6 separate regions of the Mus musculus genome follow, and all the other regions are linked to region 4. A link is a contact called in public Hi-C, HiChIP or PLAC-seq and promoter capture Hi-C data. All regions are on one chromosome and are shown on one strand. Each heading gives the region's core, a stretch centred on a gene start, on an enhancer-like site or on the middle of the called end of the contact. The rest is flanking DNA. Distances are from core to core; before and after follow the strand shown.

Region 1 (3,111 bases), core at 132-2,631, 1.3 Mb after region 4:
GACGCTTAAAGAATGTTCACAGATAGCCCACCTAACCTGGCGCAGCGATAACACCCCTTTATGACAAAGATAGAAGTCACTGCCATGAATACATAGACAGCAAAACCAAAATTCAACTGAGACTCTGACTTCGGCTCTGTTCTCAAGGTCGCGCACTAACTGGTCTCCATCCTTGCCAGTTTCTACACACCTGAATAAACCCTCATACACTGGTAACGTTACAACGCAGCCCTCTCTTTCTTGGTCTGGAAAGTATTCGGTCTTTCTCCGTACAGCCTTAAGTGTAATTCCTAGAAGGCACTGACAAATCTCTGCTAGGCCAATCTGCAGTGGAAAAACCATGTGTCCTACAGGATGACAGAAGGGCCAACACTTCTAACCCTCTACTTCAGCACTGCATGGCAACAGCCGTTCGTTCTGACACCATCCACGCAGAAAATGGGCAGGATCGAACACGGTTCATGTCAAAAAGGATCTGCTTGACCACAAACAGGCAGCTCTGTGGAAATACAATTTCTGGAACGAAAACACGAGGCTTGCACAATTCTAGAAACACGTCTAAGTGTTCCGTTCCAGCGCTGTGCTAAAAAAACTTTTCCTACCTAAACTTCCCAGCACGGGGCTGATCTCAAACCGATTGCCAAACCATGCACACCATGCACAAAAGCGGCGTGCACCACAACCACAGCCGCGGGGCAATGCCTGTCCCTGCCCAATCCTGCTCAGGCCGGGTTGCAATGTGGTTTAGTCCAGTCTACTTTCTGGTAATGTGTTTTTAAAATCCCGCCACGACCCAGGTCATTCCTTTAGAGATCTAATAACGACCAAATGACCGGACCTGCCAGGCACTTAGCGAGCCATTCTGCTTATGGCTCTTTAATAGCTCTTGGAGTTCTGCTAAGAGGAGAGCGGAAAACTCCAGCTTCCCCGGAAAGAAAGTCCTGCGCCGGGAGCGCGGAGAGGCGCGCGGAGCGTGGCCCCATCTCCCGCAGTCCCGCCGGTCCCCTCCGCGCCTTTACCTGTCAGCCCGTCCTCTCCCCCCGCCGCCGCCCCTCAGAGCCAGCCCCGGGAGAAAGCAACCCAAGGCATCCCATCCCAAAGAAAGAAAGCCGAGAGGCTGCTGCTCCAGGCAGGGGGCCATGGGCCACCGCGAGATCCGAGAGGCGACATGCCGCCGGCGCCCCGCACCTACCAGATAATCCATGTACAGAAACGCCTCAGTTATCCGGAGATCAGACATCCGGCAGCCTAAAGCATCCGGAATGGCTCCGAACCCGGAAAAAAAAAAAAAGCAGCAGCGTCTCGGGCTGCCAGCGAGCAGCTCCTGAAAAAGCCAGCAACAGCGAAGATCGCCGAGAGCAGCCGAGGAGCCGAAGATTACACCAGGGAAGCGACGATTGGCTGGGAGGGCGGGCCGAGGAAAAGGAGCGCGCTCATTGGCCGGAGTGTCTATAAAAGGCAGTCCCCCCGGTGGAGGGCAGCAGAGAAGCGCGGGACCCGGGACGGTGCTGGTTCCTGTTTGCTGGGGGAGGGGCGGGCGGAAACGCGCTGCGGCCCCGGGAGGCCGACTCTCAGCCTCTAGTCCGCTCGAGACCCGGCAAGCAGCCTGCCTGAGATTGAAGAGCAGCGGCGGCGGCGTCCCCGCCCACCCCTCCTTAAGAAAGCAGCCCAGGGCGGTGGGAGGCAGTTGCCCCGAGCGCCTTCCTGTGGCCTTGAAACGCCCTGGACCTGCGGATTAGAAGGGCAGACACCTTAAAGAAGGCAAACTGTGCAGTACTGGGGACTGCATTGACCCTCCAGGGTGTGGGTGTCTGCTACGGCGGACAACTTGAACTTGACCTTCCTGCGGCTCAGCACCAGTGCAGTCCAGACTAGGAACCTAGAGACTCACAAGTAAATTGATCACCCCAAACATTGAAGGAGACAGGCATCTGATCTTTGCATGCTTAATCCAATGTACCTGAATAGAATGAGCGGTGGGATTGTGAAAGTCCTCTAAAGGACCCAAGTAATACTGTTTGTGAACCTTATCTTAGGAAAAACAGAGCCGGTGCACTTGAGACTTGTGCGTTTCCTAAATTAAAAAAAAAAAAAAGAAAAAAAGAAAAAAAAAAGCAAGCCGGGCGGTGGTGGCGCACGCCTTTAATCCCAGCACTTGGGAGGCAGAGGCAGGTGGATTTCTGAGTTCGAGGCCAGCCTGGTCTACAGAACGAATTCCAGGACAGCCAGGGCTACACAGAGAAATCCAGAGAAACCCTGTCTCAAAAAAACAAACAAACAAACTTGGGGCCCGGGCAGTGGTGGTGCACGCCTTTGATCCCAGCACTTGGGAGGCAGAGAGGCAGGCGGATTTCTGAGTTCGAGGCCAGCCTGGTCTACAGAGTGAGTTCCAGGACAGCCAGAGAAATACAGAGAAACCCTGTCTCGAAAAACCAAAAAATAAAAAATAGAAAAATTTTAAAATTTTTTTAAAAAAGAATTACTTGGAATTGAGTGAAAATGGGAGTCAAGCGAGATAAAGACAACGGTCAGTTCTGGATTTTTTTTCTTTCACCTCCAAGATTCAGGCTAGAAAGGACAGTCAAGGCAAAGGTGAGACAAGATAAGCATGCCATTTGGAGTTGGGTATGGAGAGGAGTAAAATATAGAATGGCAAGAAAATAAAAATCAAAATTGAATCTACTGGCTTAGTGCAACTGAGACTTACTAACCCTGGAGTAAAACAAAACAAAACAGAACAACTCCTTTTAAGAAGTTATTACTTAAACACATATATCTTGAAAATTATATCAATAAAGGCCAGCTCTGTCTGTACACGTGTATTCAAAAATGAATATTAAAAGGGTGCCATATCTTTTGTACCAGTAATTCCATTTCTAGAAATTCTTAGGATAAGAGCTGTGGACAGTGTTCTAAGTGAACATTTCCTGCAATGATTATAGTAGAATTTTGTCGGCCTGGTGGTACCTTTAATCCCAGCAAAGATACAGGCAGATCCCTGAGTTGGAGACCACCTGCAAGGCTACACAGAGAAGAAACCTTGTCTCGGAAAAAGAAGAGGAGGAGTCTCCTATGATTTGTTAACACAGCACACTTACACAATAAAACTTT
Region 2 (3,064 bases), core at 9-2,508, 1.2 Mb after region 4:
GGATTTACTTCGAGGAGCCAACAAGACAGACAGGCAGAAGACGGACAGGCAGACTAAAACTTAATCAGTTGATGGCTGGACTTATGGATTGGGTCCATCTGCCAAGATTCCAAAGGATTTCACGTGGCTCAAATACGTAAATACAACAAACAGCGAGATGGAAAATAGAAATTGTTATAAATCAGCATCTAGGCTCAGCAAGTTAGAGATTGGATTGTGGAACTCAAGCGGGACCTGGGGACTGAAATTGAAAATTTGGACACCGTCAGTGTGAAAGTGACCGCTGTCACTGCCCCTTGAGAGTGGGAGTGGCGGGACTGGGGTGGGGGCGGGAGCGGACTCTCATTTTTTTTTTTCACTTATAACAAGCTTTTGTCATTTAAACTTTTAATCAGCAGATACATCCTACTTCTTGAGATTTTTTTTTTTAATATATCCATCTTTTTGGAGGAAAGAAAAAATAATGAAACAAAAAGAGCAAGGTTGGAGCAACAGACGTCATCAGGCATTAATTAGTCCTTAGGTACGAACGCGTACTGCATGTGATCAGTTAGTTAGCCAGGCCTGGAAGGAATCACAGTAACTCTGCTCAGAATCCTGGCGTGGCCGTTTTTCTTCAGGGCCCAGGAGCCAGTGGGAAAGGCACGGGCAGGCAATTAAATGGGATTTAAATGTCTCCTCTTTCGCTGATTCCAGGCTGGGGGATTAGGGATGTTCAACTTTCCAAACGACAGAAAGAACATTGGTTCTGTGGGTGTGGAGGCTGAGCGGTCCGGGCTCATCCTCTCTCCAGTCCATCAGGGAAAGAAAGAGACTGTCGGCAAGAGGGTCCCTCCACGCCTGTGCGAGTGACAGGGTGTCTCCCACGAGAAGCAAGGGAGCATGGCTAAGCCAACTACCCTCCCTGCCTCGAGGAGGCTCTGCACTGTCTTCTCTTCATCCTCTGGCCCTCTGAGAGGCTGGCACTACTGTGAGGCTCCTTCACTAAATGACGAAGGAAAGTCTTCCAGGCTGGAAGACTGGCTGGTAGTCACTGCGAAAGAACCATCTATCTGAAAGGTTCTAAGACGGGCATTGCTACATCTCAGGTTAGAGGTGAACTAAAAACCGTAACAGAATCACTAAGTTCTACAAACTAGTCTTGTAAGTAGGAATGTCTCAGGCAGGTCAAGCAACACAGCTCATCTCTCCCGAACAGCCAAAGATGCAGTGGGGCAGCCGCGTTAGGGCACCCGACAGGACAAAGCACGTGACCCCGTGACGGCTGCGCACATCCTAAAGCCACGCAGCCTCAACACTTCCTGTACACTTTCCGGGTGTGAACTCTGTAGTATGCCGATAAACAAGAAAATACACCACAAACACTTCCTCTTAGAAGCTTCCAGCAACCATCTGTTTCGTTTTAATTTTTCCACGTTTGTATCTCTTCCTGTTTCCCTTTGGAATCCACTTTTTTTTCTCTGTGACCCGTGGAAACATCCTGGCTTCTCTCTCCTCTGCATGCTCCCAACAGGGCAAGCCTGGGTAGTTAGCCTGCTTTCCGTAAAAACACACATTTTCCAAACCTAGATTTGAATTATTATTATTATTATTATTATTATTATTATTATTATTAGAAATTAAGTGGGAGTCCCTGGCCATGTCCAGGAACTTTACCACCTGATTAGTGCCCTAACCAAGATAGGCTTTCTGTTGTCTCCTGAAAACTCAAGCTATGGTTCCAACAAAAGGACTGAAGGAAAGTCAAAGGCCCACTAAGAGAGGCATTAAGAAACAGATAATGTTCCCAGAAGAGAAGACAACGAGGCTGAGTTAAAACGATAACCTGAAAAACTTGTCAGAAAGGCAGAAACCACATCCATTTTAGTGACGAGAGTTCAATGTAGCAAGCAAGTTAAAAATGAACTCACGAGCTGGACAAGCAAAATGGAGACAGTCAGAGCCCAGAGATGATCAAAGGAGACTCGGGAGGTTGTGGAGCCTGGGGGAAAGGCGGCTGGCCAGAGGAGAGGTGCTGCCCAGCGGATGTCTGGGAATCCGAAATGAATCGGAAGCCTGTGACTCGCCATCCCTCAGGTGAATTTGTTTCCACTTGGGAAAAGCACGTGGAAGGGTCTGTGAGGGGTCACACCCTCTCCCGTCTGGAGGGACATCTTTGACAGTCTTATAGCATAAAGGCCACTTCTGCCACCTCGGCTGTCAGTGGTCATACCTCAGATGTCAGCACTCATTCCTCCACTAAGCCTTCTCCAAGTGTCTGGAGACGTGAGCCATGAGGTGACAGACTCTGGAACTCAGTCGCTCAAGTGTGGCCTGCCTAGAAAAACCAGACTCAGCGTATAGCAAAAGCCTGTGGGGGTGGCTAATAAGCTGAAGTCATACTAAGAGTGCAAGGTTTTGTTTTTCCTCCCCTGATAACTTGTATTTTCTTCACTACCAGTTCCAGCACACATCCTCTGAGGGGAATTGCACAGTATTTGGCTGACTGCACCCGCCCCCTGGTGGCTACCCCGGGGTAAGGCGATAAGCCAGGAAATCCTGATGGCCCGCACAGCAGAATCTTAGACAACCAGAAAACAGAATTTACTTGATTGGAGAACTAGGAAGAGTTGGTGTAACAAAGTACAATTTCTAAAAGAAAAACTCACACATTGGTAAGTATACTTTCCCAGGCCTTTCTTATTTATCTACTGCAGCCAAGGGGATTTGTTTACATCTCACTAATCTGATTTGTTGTTCTATCCTCTTTGTCTAACTGTGCCCTTTAGGGTGGGCCTAAGCTGTGCTACTAACAAGAACTGGGCTGCTGCCAGGCGTGGTGGTGCACGCCTTTGATCCCAGCACATGGGAAGCAGAGGCAGGCGGATTTCTGAGTTCGAGGCCAGCCTGGTCTACAAAGTGAGTTCCAGGACAGCCAGGGCTACACAGAGAAACCCTGTCTCAAAAAAACCAAAAAAACAAAAACAAAAAAACAAAAACAAAGAACTGGGGTGCTTCTTATATGCAACGAGGGCTCAGAGGATTTGGCTAAGGCTATATGTCCCTGCCACCTCCTGGAACACAG
Region 3 (3,007 bases), core at 241-2,740, 1.9 Mb before region 4:
ATTAAATTTGGTGTTTTTCCCTATGAATATATTTAATAACTATTAATAAAGTATATTTTAAAATGCTCAATAAAGAAACAAAAGATCAAAAAAGCAACAACCAATAAATTACCATCCCATCCTCCAAAGGTTTTCCTTAGTCTCCATTGCAGTAGACATTCATGCAGAGTGTATCTTACATACTGACAGCTTTGACCTTACACCCTCTGTGTATAACAGGACATTGCTTTATATATTATTTTCAACAGGAATGCGGCTGTAACCTGATTCAGAGTAGTTTCACTTAGCTTGTGGCTTTAGCGTTTTTGTTGTGGGTATACTATTATTTAATCAACTCTGTGAGCATTTTTATAATTTTTACTTTTCCAAGCATAGAAGTGGGCCAAGGAGAGGATTCAGCCAGGAAAGATGCTTGCTATCAAGTTGAAGACTTGTGTTCAATCCTTGGAACCCACACAGTAGAAGGAGAGAATCAACTTTCACAAGGTGTTCTCAGACTTACACATCTGTGCACTTACATCTGTGCACTTACCATGCACACACACACACACACACACACACACACAAACACACAAGAAAAGGTTTAAAAAAGAACCAAAGTACTTTAAGTAGTGTCTTCTGTGTTTCCATGGTTGATCTACTCAGTTTTGAACCCGAGTTAATCTGAATAAGGAGTTATTTAGTTTGGATTCTAGATCTGTGTTACAGATGCTGCTTACATGGTTCACATGAGGACGGTAGCTGTAGACAATTACCGAGGTGTGCATTTTCTAGCACACAAATGCATTTGTAGTGCCAAAGAATGCCTCATATCCCTACCAGTTTCTTAACAGCATATGGCCAGATTTCCAGGTGGAAAATACAGAATTTTGTCAATTTTCAAATTAAAGTTTTTTCTTAGATTATTTCTCCTGTGATAATCAGTAATTTTTTTCAGACAGGGAGTGGTGGTGCATTTCTATGATACCAGCACATTGGAAGCCAGGCTATCGAGTAAGGCTGTTCTTCCAAACATCTAAAAATCAAGTGTCATCATCATCATCAACAACAACAACAACAACAGCAATAAAAAAAAAAACCAACCAAAACCCTAGCATAGAAGCAGGCAGGTCTTAATGAGCTCAGGGCCATTCTGGTCTACATCTAGTCTTGCAAGTCTACTTTTAGCATATCGCAAGCAAGCAAGCAAGCAAGCAAGCAAGCAAGCAAGCAAGCAACCAATATTAACCAAAATGAATCAGTAAATATGAGAACCAAGGCCTGGAATATGCATGTCTGCAATTGTGGAACAACAGGATAAAATTAACTTTTCAACATTCTCAAAGGAAATCTTAGATTGGCCGTTCCTTTCTGTCTTTCTGGAGATAGCATCTCACTTTACCCCTTAGCCCAGGCTAGCCCTGAACTCTTGCTCTTCCTAGCTTAGCCTCCTTTATACTGGCATGTGGATTTCACAAGCCCTTATTATTCACATCTCTGAGGTAAGAAAATAAAAGTAGGAATTTCCCCAACCACATTTCACCCCCAGCATCTACATGATTCATCTTATGAGAGCTCACATGTTTTCCCAGGTTTCTTGACTTGTTCCCTTCCTCTTCAGATTGGGAAACTGTAGGGGAGTTTCGAGGCCAGTTTTCTTGGGAGAAACTGAAAGTATGATTTTAAGAGGTTCGGTCATTACTTCTTAATAATTGCTTTTCATTCCCAATTAATTGAAAATTATCTTCAAGCAAATTGAAGGGTAAGGGTATAAGGTAACATTAATTATAAAGTCAACATATCCTTATAGGATGGGAAAGCTCATCCCGGTTGAGCCAATGAAATTCACAATGTTGAACAAGAAGCAAAAACCATCATGAGGAGTTTGTGACTCAAGTGATCAGCAAAAATCAGATGTTTCAAAAGGTTTCACAGTAGCATGTAAAAGCTGTGTCCACAGAACTTAGAAATAGCTTGAAAGAAGTTATATAGGCTCTTTCAGCTATACTTTGGAAAACAGTACCCAAGCAGCAGCAATATCTAAAGGGATCTCCACAACTAGATGTCCCGCACCAGTTAATTCTGTTCCGTGTTGTCCTCCTTTCCTTGGCTCTGAGATCAACAGTGTATTTTCTGCTTCTTACGAAGAGAAGCCTACATGCCAGTGTCCCACTGAGATGCACGTCCAGACTGTTGTCAGAGTCAGAGTATTGTCAGAACTTGCCTCTCCCTTCCTAGAACCACACAGCTTCCTGTCTTGGTTGTTTATGGATTTGAGGCATTGCATAGTCACTTGCTTAAGAATAAATTGTATTCATTAATTGAATGCTCATCAATTAACTTCATGATCAAAATATGTCAGTGTAATTGTACCTTTCGATTTAGTCTTGTGAGAATAAAACATTGTTTCCAAAGCTTAGTGAACAGTAAAAGCATACTTGATTTTAGTAAGATACCCTCCCCGCCTACCTACTGATAACTGATCTAGAGACTGAGAGCTGCAGCTCGCCCCGTCGGGTTGATGTCTTAACCTGATATCAAAGACTGCATTCCAGAAGGAAGCAAGAGTAGTGTTGAGGAGTCTGTGGCTATCTAATACCAGCTCAACACACACAGGTCTGGAAGACTGACTCAGAGAGACAGACATTTGTGGTCCTGCATTTTTTTTCCTTGTAATCTATCTACTTACACTTTTTTTGAAGTTCTTCTGTAAAAGTTCGGAATTGTATCACTTGAAACTCTAAATTGAGGCCCTTGGTATTACGAAGATCATATGCCCCAGTACAGGGGAATGCCAAGGCCAGGAATCAGGAGTGGGTGGCTTGGGGAGCAGGGTAGGCGGGGAGGGTATAGGGGGATTTGGGGATAGCATTTGAAATGTAAATGAAGAAAATATCTAATAAAATGCCTTAAACATTAAAGTACAAAATGATTAGAAGAAAAATTAACTCGTTACTATATTCTACATGTCAGATTCAGTAGGCATTAGGCATAGCATGAAAATATAGTTAGTATTCAATGCAAATTA
Region 4 (3,186 bases), core at 219-2,718:
AGAACATTTGTTAACTTCCTCCTAACTTCGTTTTATTTATTTATTTATTTATTTATTTATTGTTTCAAATTAGGGTAGCATTTTCCTTATAAGAGTGAGAAAGTGCTTGAGAAATTTTCAAAAGTTGACAGTATTTCAGGGAAAACCTTTCATTCATTAAGAGTCCAGGAAGGTCTACTTTCTTGCTTTAGTGAGACCCGTGCCTGGTTCGGTGAAAGGCTTTAGAGGAACAAAGCAATGTGAGTTAGAGGCTCTGTGATAAGAAGATGGTAAATTAGATGGGAGGGGGGTGCGGAGTGGGGGGAGAGAGGATACAAAGCAAGTTAAGGTGCAAATTTATACTGGAGTCTTGGACAACCACCACCACCCCCGCAACACACACCAACCTCTAAGAAAGATGGCTGACATCAGTTAACACGATTAACCCTCCCTTTAACCTCCTCTCCTCAATTAAGGCTCTGCTTTAAAATCCTTACACAAAACGCAGTGAGCGAGCCTAAGTGGTCAGGATTTCTCTGCTCCCCCCACTGTCTTCATTCAGAAAGAGACTTCTCTGTATTTCCATCGCCACTGTACCAAAGGGGATGGGAGAAACGGAATGGATTTTTGTTTATTTGTTTTTCTTTTTCTTTTCTTTTCCTTTACAACCAACTCTTTGGCTCTTCTTTTGGGGTGGTCATATTAGATTAGCTTATCTTTACTTCCCATATCCTCAACTTTTGGCTAGTCAGTGGCAGGGAAGATCGAGCGCTAATCTACTGCAGTCCGGCTCCCACACTGAACGCCTCAGAGACTACTGCGCTGAGTCGGCCAACTTTGGATTCTGGGATTCCCAGGACATCAATCAGGTCAAGCTACATAGAGGTCCACCAGGGGTACATTCCACGCATTCCACTGCTCTCTCTGGGCTCTGTCCTTTAACATCTGGGTTAACTGGATCGTGCAAACAGGGTAACAGGCGCAGAAAACAGCTGGACACGTTGCTGAGCCCAGACTGTACGTGACTAGTTCTTAGAAACCGCTTCTGGATCTCTCTGAGCCAACAAGCTCGTCGGTCTGAGTGCTGGTAGGGAAAGAGCGAGCAAAGCCAGGCAGAGTTTGAACTTCGCCGGGGATGGGGGGGGCAAGTCTGAACTTTTGAGGGCGCTTTTCACTTTTATATAAGTTCTGAAGCTGGCTTCACGCTAAGGTGCAGAATGATAAATCCAGCTTAAATACATATGTTTGCATTCACGTACTTGGCATGTGCTCGCACACAGGGATGTGCCGGGAAAAGCTTAGCTTTTCAGAGCGCTGACCGCCTCCTTTGACGTTTATCTAGGGCGAGCCTTTCCTTTTACTGCGCCTGCGTGCGCGCGCCGCCGACAGGCCCCGCCTCTCTGGTAGGGACCCACAACAGACTTGCGCCGGGAGGCGGGCTGCGCCTGCGCGATCGCCGCGTCAGCCGGTTTCGCGGGGCCGGCGACTGGAAGTCCCGAGAGTTGACTCGTGCTGAGCGTGAGGTTTGCCGCGCCGCGCGTGGGCCAGCGCGCGGAGACTTGAGAAAAAGCGTGGGGTAAAAGTGCTGTCCCGAGCTGCAAGAGTTAGAGGTAGTGTTTCCTTCCGGGCCTGAGCCCGCCGCCCCTTCCCTGCCCCGGCCCCCCCTCCTGGGGACACCCCCCCCCCCCCTAGCGTCCCCTGTTCTGAACTGAGCCCCTGCTGAGGTCATGAAGCTCGTGAGGAAGGATATCGAGAAGGACAATGCGGGCCAGGTCACCCTCGTCCCCGAGGAGCCCGAGGACATGTGGCACACCTTCAATTTAGTGCAGGTGGGCGACAGCCTGCGCGCCTCCACCATCCGCAAGGTCCAGACCGAGTCCTCCACAGGCAGCGTGGGGAGCAACCGTGTCCGCACCACCCTCACCCTTTGCGTGGAGGCCATCGACTTCGACTCCCAGGCCTGCCAGCTGCGGGTGAAGGGGACCAATATCCAAGAGAATGAGTATGTCAAGATGGGGGCTTACCACACCATCGAACTGGAGCCCAACCGCCAGTTCACCCTGGCCAAGAAACAGTGGGACAGTGTGGTTCTGGAACGCATCGAGCAGGCTTGCGACCCGGCGTGGAGCGCTGATGTGGCAGCTGTGGTCATGCAGGAGGGCCTGGCCCACGTCTGCTTAGTCACGCCCAGCATGACCCTTACCCGGGCCAAGGTGGAGGTGAACATCCCCAGGAAACGGAAAGGCAACTGCTCCCAGCATGACCGGGCCCTGGAGCGGTTCTATGAACAGGTGGTCCAGGCCATCCAGCGCCACATAAACTTCGAGGTTGTAAAGTGCGTTCTGGTGGCCAGCCCTGGATTCGTGCGAGAGCAGTTCTGCGATTACATGTTTCAGCAAGCTGTGAAGACGGACAATAAAGTGCTCCTGGAAAACCGCTCCAAATTCCTTCAGGTAAAAATCTTACCCAGAGAGAGTTTCCTAATGTTTTAGAATGGGGAGGAGCCGAAGGCTTGGCTGGGACTATAAATGAGATTGTAACTGAACCCTGCAGTATCTAGCACTTTAAAAAGTTGTCCAAGTCCTTAAACAGGTTAGGCCTTATTCATGTGTTTGTCAAATGTCATCGTGGGCTGATTAATGGATACTTTCAGAGATTCTTTGTCTTTTATAATTGTGATTCTAGGTGCACGCCTCCTCTGGACACAAGTACTCCCTGAAAGAGGCCCTCTGCGACCCTACTGTAGCGAGCCGCCTTTCAGACACAAAGGCAGCGGGCGAAGTAAAAGCCTTGGATGACTTCTACAAAATGTTACAGCACGAGCCCGACCGAGCGTTCTATGGACTCAAGCAGGTGGAGAGGGCCAACGAAGCCTTGGCCATAGACACTTTGCTCATCAGTGACGAGCTCTTCCGGCATCAGGATGTGGCCACCCGGAGCCGGTATGTCAGGCTAGTGGACAGTGTGAAGGAGAATGCGGGCACCGTAAGGATATTCTCTAGTCTCCATGTGTCGGGGGAACAGCTGGGCCAGCTGACGGGAGTAGCCGCCATTCTCCGCTTCCCAGTGCCAGAACTTTCTGACCAAGAGGATGATTCAAGTTCTGAAGAGGATTAAGACTGGCAGTTAATAGTTTCTTCCCTGGTTTTCTCAGCATCCTTGGCAGGTGCCAGAGCAGCACTTGTTGATCCTGCTGGGGTTTCTTGT
Region 5 (3,216 bases), core at 705-3,204, 1.2 Mb before region 4:
TTCAGATCCCCTATTTATCTTTGTTGTTGTTTGTTGTTGTTTTTAAATCATGGTCAACCTGGCTGTATAGAAGGGTAGCATGCCCTTGTACGGAGGGAACTGCTTCTCTGGGCTTGGCAAAAGCAGCTTGACAAAAGATACCACACATAGGATGTCAGAGAGCAGAAACCGGGGTTGAAAGGAAAAAACACAACCAACCGGTAAAGTTAACCGGAGTCTACACAACTTTCCATCCTGCTCACGGACTTCAAAATAATTTATAATTAAAAAAAAAAAAAGAACAGGAAGGGAAGAGATTCCCATCTGCCTTCTTAAAGAAAACAGCAAAACAAGAAAGGGGGGAAAAACCCACTCCTGCTTCTTAACCTCTTTTCTCTCTGTGTGTACTCTGAAAAGTCACAGGCTTTCTAACTCGGCCACTGCGGCCTAGGTGGGGTTCACAGGTTTTATCATGGTTTAGATCTGGTGGAAGAAACACAAAAAGGAGTTCCCTAACCTCTGGCTCTTCTAAGAGGAAAACAAAACAAAACAAAACAAACAAACAAAAAAAAAAACAAGCTGAACCCTTCTACGATTCTGTTTGTAGCCTCTCTCTCTCTCTCTCTCTCTCTCTCTCTCTCTCTCTCTCTCTCTCTCTCTCTCTGATCAAAGTCCCTCTAGAAGCTCCGGCAGAAGTGTGGGAATTCTGTGTGTCCCCTAATAACTGCCTCTGAAAGACTGTAGATTTTGGGGAATCAGGAAAGAAATTATTGGCAAAAGTTACCGGTGAGATGCAGCCAACATCTCCTCCAGATGGCTTCCCCAGAGGAAACAAATTAGAAAGCTAACCTCAGGGGAGGGAAGTAGGCGCCCCACTCTTCTTTTGCAACAGACCCTCCCTGCTCACGCCTTCATACTAAAAGATTTAAAAGTCTCTAGAGAATATTGTAAAGTTGCGCTTATAATTACCAAGCCGTTTAAGGGCCCAGTGCACCTTTGCCTTAAAAAAGAGTGGACAACAGATCCATAGACAGACATGGACAACCCCACCCCACCCCCGTAAACTTTAGGGTCCTGCACTCTGACTCTAGATTAGAACACTTTCATGCTAGACTTAAAATTGAACAGGAGACCTCACGGGTCGGGAGGAAAGGAACCAACCTCGGAGTTAATTCGTTTTACCTTTTCGTTTGACCTTTGCGTTTCCAACCCGATTGTCCGCTAGGGAGACAAGCTCCCCTTTCCTCCCACCCCAAGTCTTTGGAGAGCTCAGATTGGGGAGTAACAGGGTCAACACGGTAGCAAGAAAAAGAAAAAAAGAAAGAAAAGAAAGAAAGAAAGAAAAAAAAGAACACAAAAACGAAGTCATAAAAAAACCCATTTCTTTTGGGTCTAACCGTCCTACTCCGGGTTTGTCCCCTAACGCGTAGCGCGCTGCTAGCTCCAGCAGATGCGCCCTTCCCGCAGGCAGCGAAATTGGCCAGCCCTGGGCTGTGCGCGCCAGCACGGGAGTCAGTGAAGGAAAGCGGCCCGTTCCAAGTGCCCCCCTTTTCCTGGAGCCCGGTAGGGACCCGCTTCACAGGAAGGACCTACCCACCAGCTACTCGCCACGGGCGGCAGAAAAGGGAGCCCCGAGCTCAGCGCAGCCCAAGGTCCGCGGGGAGCCCGCGGCGCTGGAACCCCAGGACACGACGCGGCGCGTCCGGGAAGGCGCGGGGAGGGGGTGGTGGACAAGGAGGCGGCGGCCGGGGACCCGGGCCACCCGGCGCCCAAGGAGCGACGTGGCCTCGGGAGGCTTAATCCTCTCCTGCGGGCTCGCCGAGCGGGCAGTGGCGCGCGGAGGCGCCGGGGCTGAAATATGATAATCAGAACAGCTGCGCCGCGCGCCCCGCAGCCAATGGGCGCGGCGCTCGCCTGACGTCCCCGCGCGCTGCGTCAGACCAATGGCGATGGAGCTGAGTTGGAGCTGAGAAGTTTGAGTAAGAGATAAGGAAGAGAGGTGCCCCGAGCCGTGCGAGTCCGCCGCTGCTGCTGCGCCTCCGCTCTGCCAACTCCGCCGGCTTAAATCGGACTCCCAGATCTGCGAGGGCGCGGCGCAGCCGGGCAGCTGTTTCCCCCAGTTTTGGCAACCCCGGGGGCCACTATTTGCCACCTAGCCACAGCACCAGCATCCTCTCTGTGGGCTATTCACCAATTGTCCAACCACCATTTCACTGTGGACATTACTCCCTCTTACAGATATGGGAGACATGGGCGATCCACCAAAAAGTAAGAAGCGGTTTAACCTTGTGGGGCTTGGTGTGCTGTTGTGGTGTGGGGGGGTCTCTCTCAGGCACCGATGACAGGGCTCTTTGGATTTGTAGTCACTGCCTGGAGAGACAGAAGAGAAGGTGGTCCTTTTGTTGTTGTTGTTGCTGCTGCTGTTGTGTGTGTGTGTGTGTGTGTGTGTGTGTGTGTGTGTGTGTGTGTGTGTGTGTGTGTTTTCTTCTTGTCACGCTTGCAGCTTGCATGTTTGGTGTGAATTCCGATCTTTGAGAAACTGATCATACCTTGTGTTTGAATGCTCTGTGCCCTCCCAAACTCTAGCCGCCTGCCCGGTGCTTAGCGGTGATTTCCTCCTCCGGATTCCGGAGCTCTTGGAGAAGTTATTATGTAGCAAAGGTCTGCCTGCACAAACCACACCGGCAGATATGAATTAGCATTAGACTTGCAAAAGAGAGCGAGTGACAACTGTATTGATGTCTACTCTTCTAACAATATCCATTCCCGCGTGCTATTGAAGAACGTGCTTCACGGAAAATATAGACATCCCAGCGTTGCTTTAACGCTTCTAGTCAAAACCTTTTCTTTGACATGACTTATCCATAATCTTGCCTAATGATTATAGCAAAGAGGGAGGAGGGAGAAAACACAAAATGAGCGGGTTTGATTGCGTGCTAAGCTTACAATGTAGACTATTCAAATCTGCGTTTTACATATATTCCACCTCCCTTTTTAAAAAAGCGAGTCAAGGTTTTGATGGCACACTCCAATTACCATCCCAAAGTGCAATACTCTTTAAGGGAAGAACAAGAAAAAAAAAAAAAGGGAAAGAAAAAAATTCTTCCAGAATACACCCTATAAGAGAACGACACTAAAAGTGTGTTTATCTCTGTAGGAAGTAAACGGTTAGTCAATCATGCATTTATTTTCATTTCAGAAAAACGTCTGATTTCCCTGTGTGTTGGTTGCGGCAAT
Region 6 (2,985 bases), core at 345-2,844, 1.5 Mb after region 4:
TTTATCTGGACCATCCGAGGTGAATATCTCATGGATCATACATAATTTAAGCTGTTCAGTTGGTGTTGACTTTATGTTTCCGACTATGGCAAGTTGAATCTCACTGATTGGTCTCCACGACAATCGTCACATTCGGAATTTTGAGCTGAAAGTGCTTGCTGCACTTCAGAAAGAGCTCAGGAGATTGAGTTAAGGCTGTGCAATAGGAGGCCCAGTGCGGGTGCCGAGTGTGGTGTACTTTCGTTAGTGGCTTTGAACAGGATGCTAAGTTAGCTGCCGTGCTTAGGAGAATGGAATCTTCTGGTCTGATTGCTGGATTGCCATAGAAGGGGTCAGAGGGCAGGCGGAAATTCATGACACGTGACTGTAGAACTCCAGTTAGAGGTATCCTCAAAGGATTAGGCTAGACTCAGTAAGCGGAGCGTGAGAAAATAAGCCTTGGGCAAATTACATATTGAAGGAAAAGATTTGAAACAAGGCAACCACGGGATATTGACATACGTCTATTAAACTCTCAGGAAGTGATTTTTGATCTACTTAACATAAATTTATTGAAAAGGAGAGGTTTTGTCAATGACCTAGGAGGAAGTGTAAAGTTGTAAGCCTGTTGCGTACCACACCTATGACAGCTCTAGTTATAACTAGTTCTAGGACCCTTCTTTCTCTCTTAGAAAAGAGGCCAGAGATCGCGTTTCCCCTCATAACAGCCGCAGCCAACAAGTGGACAGTGCTTACCGAGTATATTAGCATTTCACTTCAGTCACCTGTAAGATAAGAAAGCCATTATCACACAATCCACAAACTCTCAGAGATAAGGACAGCGCAAGTGACAGGCTCAAGGTCATACAGCCAGTCAGAGCCAGAACCGAGCCTGGCTCCTGCGCCCTGGGCCCTGAAGCCTGAGCTTTCATTCGCTGCACGTGTGCTAGCACCCAACTCTGCACGTTCACTGGAGACTTCTCAGCTCTCTTTCCCTGCACCACCCTTGCCTCTGGTCAAACAAGGATCTTCCCGAATTCCAGCTTTGTTCCAGGCTCCACTCCTTGTGTACAAGATCAGAGAGTACAGGAAGGAAGGGAACCGCACCTTTAGTGACAAGATGAGGATCTTGTGAGTTACTACACATTAACCCTGGCAAAGACGTACTTATCAGTGCAACAGCTAATCTTCTTTGTGAACGCCTTTATTACAAGCTTGGGTTAAGGTCATTTTAAGAGCATTTACTCTGAGAAGTAACAGCTGGCTATCGTAGATATAAATAATCTATTTAAAAACAACAACAACAAAAACCCCAAAAACAACAAAAAACAAAAAAAGAACAACAACAAAAAAAACCCTACCCCACATTTTCTAACGTACAAATCTAAACAATTTCAGATAATTCACTTCTGAAAGCCTCCCACCCACCACGTGGTCACTCAAGCGCGCGCCTTTTCCGTAGCCGCCACAAGGTGGCAGCGGCGGCCGCAGAGTCGGCGCAGGCACGGCTGCTCGGCCGTCGCTTGCTCTCGTCTGGCACGCGGCTCTCGGCAATGGATTAGCTCTGCTGGGGACGTGGGCGCTCCGGGCCCCGCCCCCGGCCGGCGGCGGCCCCGAGTTGCAGTCGCTGCTGCGAGCCGAGCCGAGCTGCACGGAGGGCGAGAGCGGAGCGGGGAGCGGACCGGTGCGCTGCCCTCCAGGCTTCCCTTCGGCGTTCGGGGGGGGGATCCTGACTGCAGGGGCCCTCGGACCGGCCCGAGCTCGGGGCGCCGGGCTCGGGACCATGGCGCTGCGCGCCCGGGCGCTCTACGACTTTAAGTCCGAGAACCCCGGTGAGATCTCCCTGCGGGAGCACGAGGTGCTGAGCCTGTGCAGCGAGCAGGACATCGAGGGCTGGCTCGAAGGGATCAACAGCCGCGGCGACCGCGGCCTCTTCCCGGCCTCCTACGTGCAGGTGATCCGTGCGCCGGAGCCTGGCCCTCCGGCCGACGGCGGCCCGGGAGCTCCGGCCCGCTACGCCAACGTGCCGCCCGGCGGCTTCGAGCCTCTGCCCGCCGCGCCACCCGCCGCCTTCCCGCCGCTGCTGCAGCCGCAGGCGTCACCCGGTTCCTTCCAGCCGCCGGGCGCCGGCTTTCCCTACGGCGGGGGCGCCCTGCAGCCGTCGCCCCAGCAGCTCTACGGTGGATACCAGGCCAGCCTGGGCAGCGACGATGACTGGGACGACGAGTGGGACGACAGCTCCACGGTGGCCGATGAGCCAGGCGCGCTGGGCAGCGGCGCGTACCCGGACCTCGACGGCTCGTCGTCGGCGGGCGGCGGTGCGGCCGGCCGCTACCGCCTGTCCACCCGCTCGGACCTGTCTCTGGGCTCCCGCGGCGTCTCGGCGCCCCCGGCGCACCAAGCGTCTGGAGCCAAGAGCTCGGCCACGGTGAGCCGCAACCTCAATCGCTTCTCCACCTTCGTCAAGTCGGGCGGGGAGGCCTTCGTGCTGGGAGAGGCGTCAGGCTTCGTGAAGGATGGGGACAAGCTGTGCGTGGTGCTGGGTCCCTACGGCCCCGAGTGGCAGGAGAACCCCTACCCCTTCCAGTGCACCATCGACGACCCCACCAAGCAGACCAAGTTCAAGGGCATGAAGAGCTACATCTCTTACAAGCTGGTGCCCACGCATACCCAGGTGCCCGTGCACAGGCGCTATAAGCACTTCGATTGGCTGTATGCGCGCCTGGCGGAGAAATTCCCAGTCATCTCGGTGCCCCATCTGCCTGAGAAGCAGGCCACCGGGCGCTTCGAAGAGGACTTCATCTCCAAACGCAGGAAGGGTCTGATCTGGTGGATGAACCACATGGCCAGCCACCCGGTGCTGGCGCAGTGCGACGTCTTCCAGCATTTCCTGACCTGCCCCAGCAGCACTGATGAGAAGGCCTGGAAACAGGGTAAGCGGAAGGCTGAGAAGGATGAGATGGTGGGCGCCAACTTCTTCCTCACTCTGAGCACCCCACCTGCCGC

What was found. Promoter capture Hi-C pulls out the DNA fragments that hold promoters and counts their contacts. A called contact is a pair of places that touch in the nucleus more often than the background predicts. HiChIP or PLAC-seq counts read pairs in DNA pulled down with a chosen protein or histone mark.
Region 1: a contact with region 4 is called in a Hi-C map of regulatory T cells, with 6 times the contacts expected there. The contact joins the promoter of Arl15 here to the promoter of Pelo in region 4. A contact is called at or near these places in 2 of 39 promoter capture datasets (hippocampal neurons and pre-B cells), 6 of 484 Hi-C or Micro-C datasets (CD4 T cells, CD8 T cells, muscle stem cells and 3 more) and 1 of 115 datasets of contacts at active chromatin or transcription factors (astrocytes).
Region 2: a Hi-C map of CD8 T cells shows a contact between it and region 4, with 4 times the contacts expected there. The contact joins the enhancer-like site here to the promoter of Pelo in region 4. A contact is called at or near these places in 3 of 39 promoter capture datasets (the 3T3-L1 cell line, embryonic stem cells and pre-B cells), 6 of 484 Hi-C or Micro-C datasets (CD4 T cells, CD8 T cells, Sertoli cells and 3 more), 1 of 115 datasets of contacts at active chromatin or transcription factors (astrocytes) and 2 of 9 other capture datasets (embryonic stem cells and liver).
Region 3: a Hi-C map of bone marrow-derived macrophages shows a contact between it and region 4, with 4 times the contacts expected there. The contact joins the enhancer-like site here to the promoter of Pelo in region 4. A contact is called at or near these places in 2 of 39 promoter capture datasets (pre-B cells and stem cell-derived epiblast-like cells) and 1 of 484 Hi-C or Micro-C datasets (bone marrow-derived macrophages).
Region 5: a contact with region 4 is called in an H3K4me3 HiChIP or PLAC-seq map of embryonic stem cells, with 7 times the contacts expected there. The contact joins the promoter of Isl1 here to the promoter of Pelo in region 4. A contact is called at or near these places in 13 of 39 promoter capture datasets (the 3T3-L1 cell line, cranial neural crest, embryonic stem cells and 7 more), 7 of 484 Hi-C or Micro-C datasets (Sertoli cells, cardiomyocytes, embryonic stem cells and 1 more), 6 of 115 datasets of contacts at active chromatin or transcription factors (astrocytes, embryonic forebrain, embryonic stem cells and 2 more) and 1 of 9 other capture datasets (embryonic stem cells).
Region 6: a contact with region 4 is called in a promoter capture Hi-C map of pre-B cells, with 5 times the contacts expected there. The contact joins the promoter of Snx18 here to the promoter of Pelo in region 4. A contact is called at or near these places in 5 of 39 promoter capture datasets (embryonic stem cells, hippocampal neurons, liver and 1 more), 1 of 484 Hi-C or Micro-C datasets (pre-B cells) and 1 of 115 datasets of contacts at active chromatin or transcription factors (epiblast stem cells).

The regions. Positions count from the first base shown.
Region 1 is chr13:113,792,778-113,795,888 of GRCm38.p6, reverse strand. Arl15 (ADP-ribosylation factor-like 15) reads right to left here and starts at 1,381. Exons shown (of 5, transcript NM_172595.4): 1 at 1,193-1,381. The coding sequence starts at 1,240.
Region 2 is chr13:113,868,820-113,871,883 of GRCm38.p6, reverse strand. All of the region lies in intron 1 of Arl15 (ADP-ribosylation factor-like 15), which reads right to left. Among named protein-coding and RNA genes, the nearest start is that of Arl15, 76 kb to the right of the region's middle. Within about 2 kb of position 1,258, at least 125 of the 459 cell types and tissues checked have an H3K27ac peak or open chromatin away from gene starts, as enhancers often do. A contact at or near this core is called in CD8 T cells, liver and regulatory T cells, where this site is marked.
Region 3 is chr13:116,950,049-116,953,055 of GRCm38.p6, reverse strand. All of the region lies in intron 3 of Parp8 (poly (ADP-ribose) polymerase family, member 8), which reads left to right. Among named protein-coding and RNA genes, the nearest start is that of Parp8, 74 kb to the left of the region's middle. Within about 2 kb of position 1,490, at least 36 of the 459 cell types and tissues checked have an H3K27ac peak or open chromatin away from gene starts, as enhancers often do. A contact at or near this core is called in bone marrow-derived macrophages, where this site is marked.
Region 4 is chr13:115,088,440-115,091,625 of GRCm38.p6, reverse strand. Pelo (pelota mRNA surveillance and ribosome rescue factor) reads left to right here and starts at 1,468. Exons shown (of 2, transcript NM_134058.3): 1 at 1,468-2,432; 2 at 2,665-3,186. The coding sequence starts at 1,707. The coding sequence ends at 3,096. The region is part of intron 1 of Itga1 (integrin alpha 1); the gene reads left to right.
Region 5 is chr13:116,308,426-116,311,641 of GRCm38.p6, reverse strand. It overlaps Isl1 (ISL1 transcription factor, LIM/homeodomain), which reads left to right and starts at 1,954. Exons shown (of 6, transcript NM_021459.4): 1 at 1,954-2,247; 2 at 3,179-3,216. The coding sequence starts at 2,220. RefSeq lists promoters at 1,777-2,155, 1-2,157.
Region 6 is chr13:113,617,173-113,620,157 of GRCm38.p6, reverse strand. It overlaps Snx18 (sorting nexin 18), which reads left to right and starts at 1,594. Exons shown (of 2, transcript NM_130796.4): 1 at 1,594-2,985. The coding sequence starts at 1,763.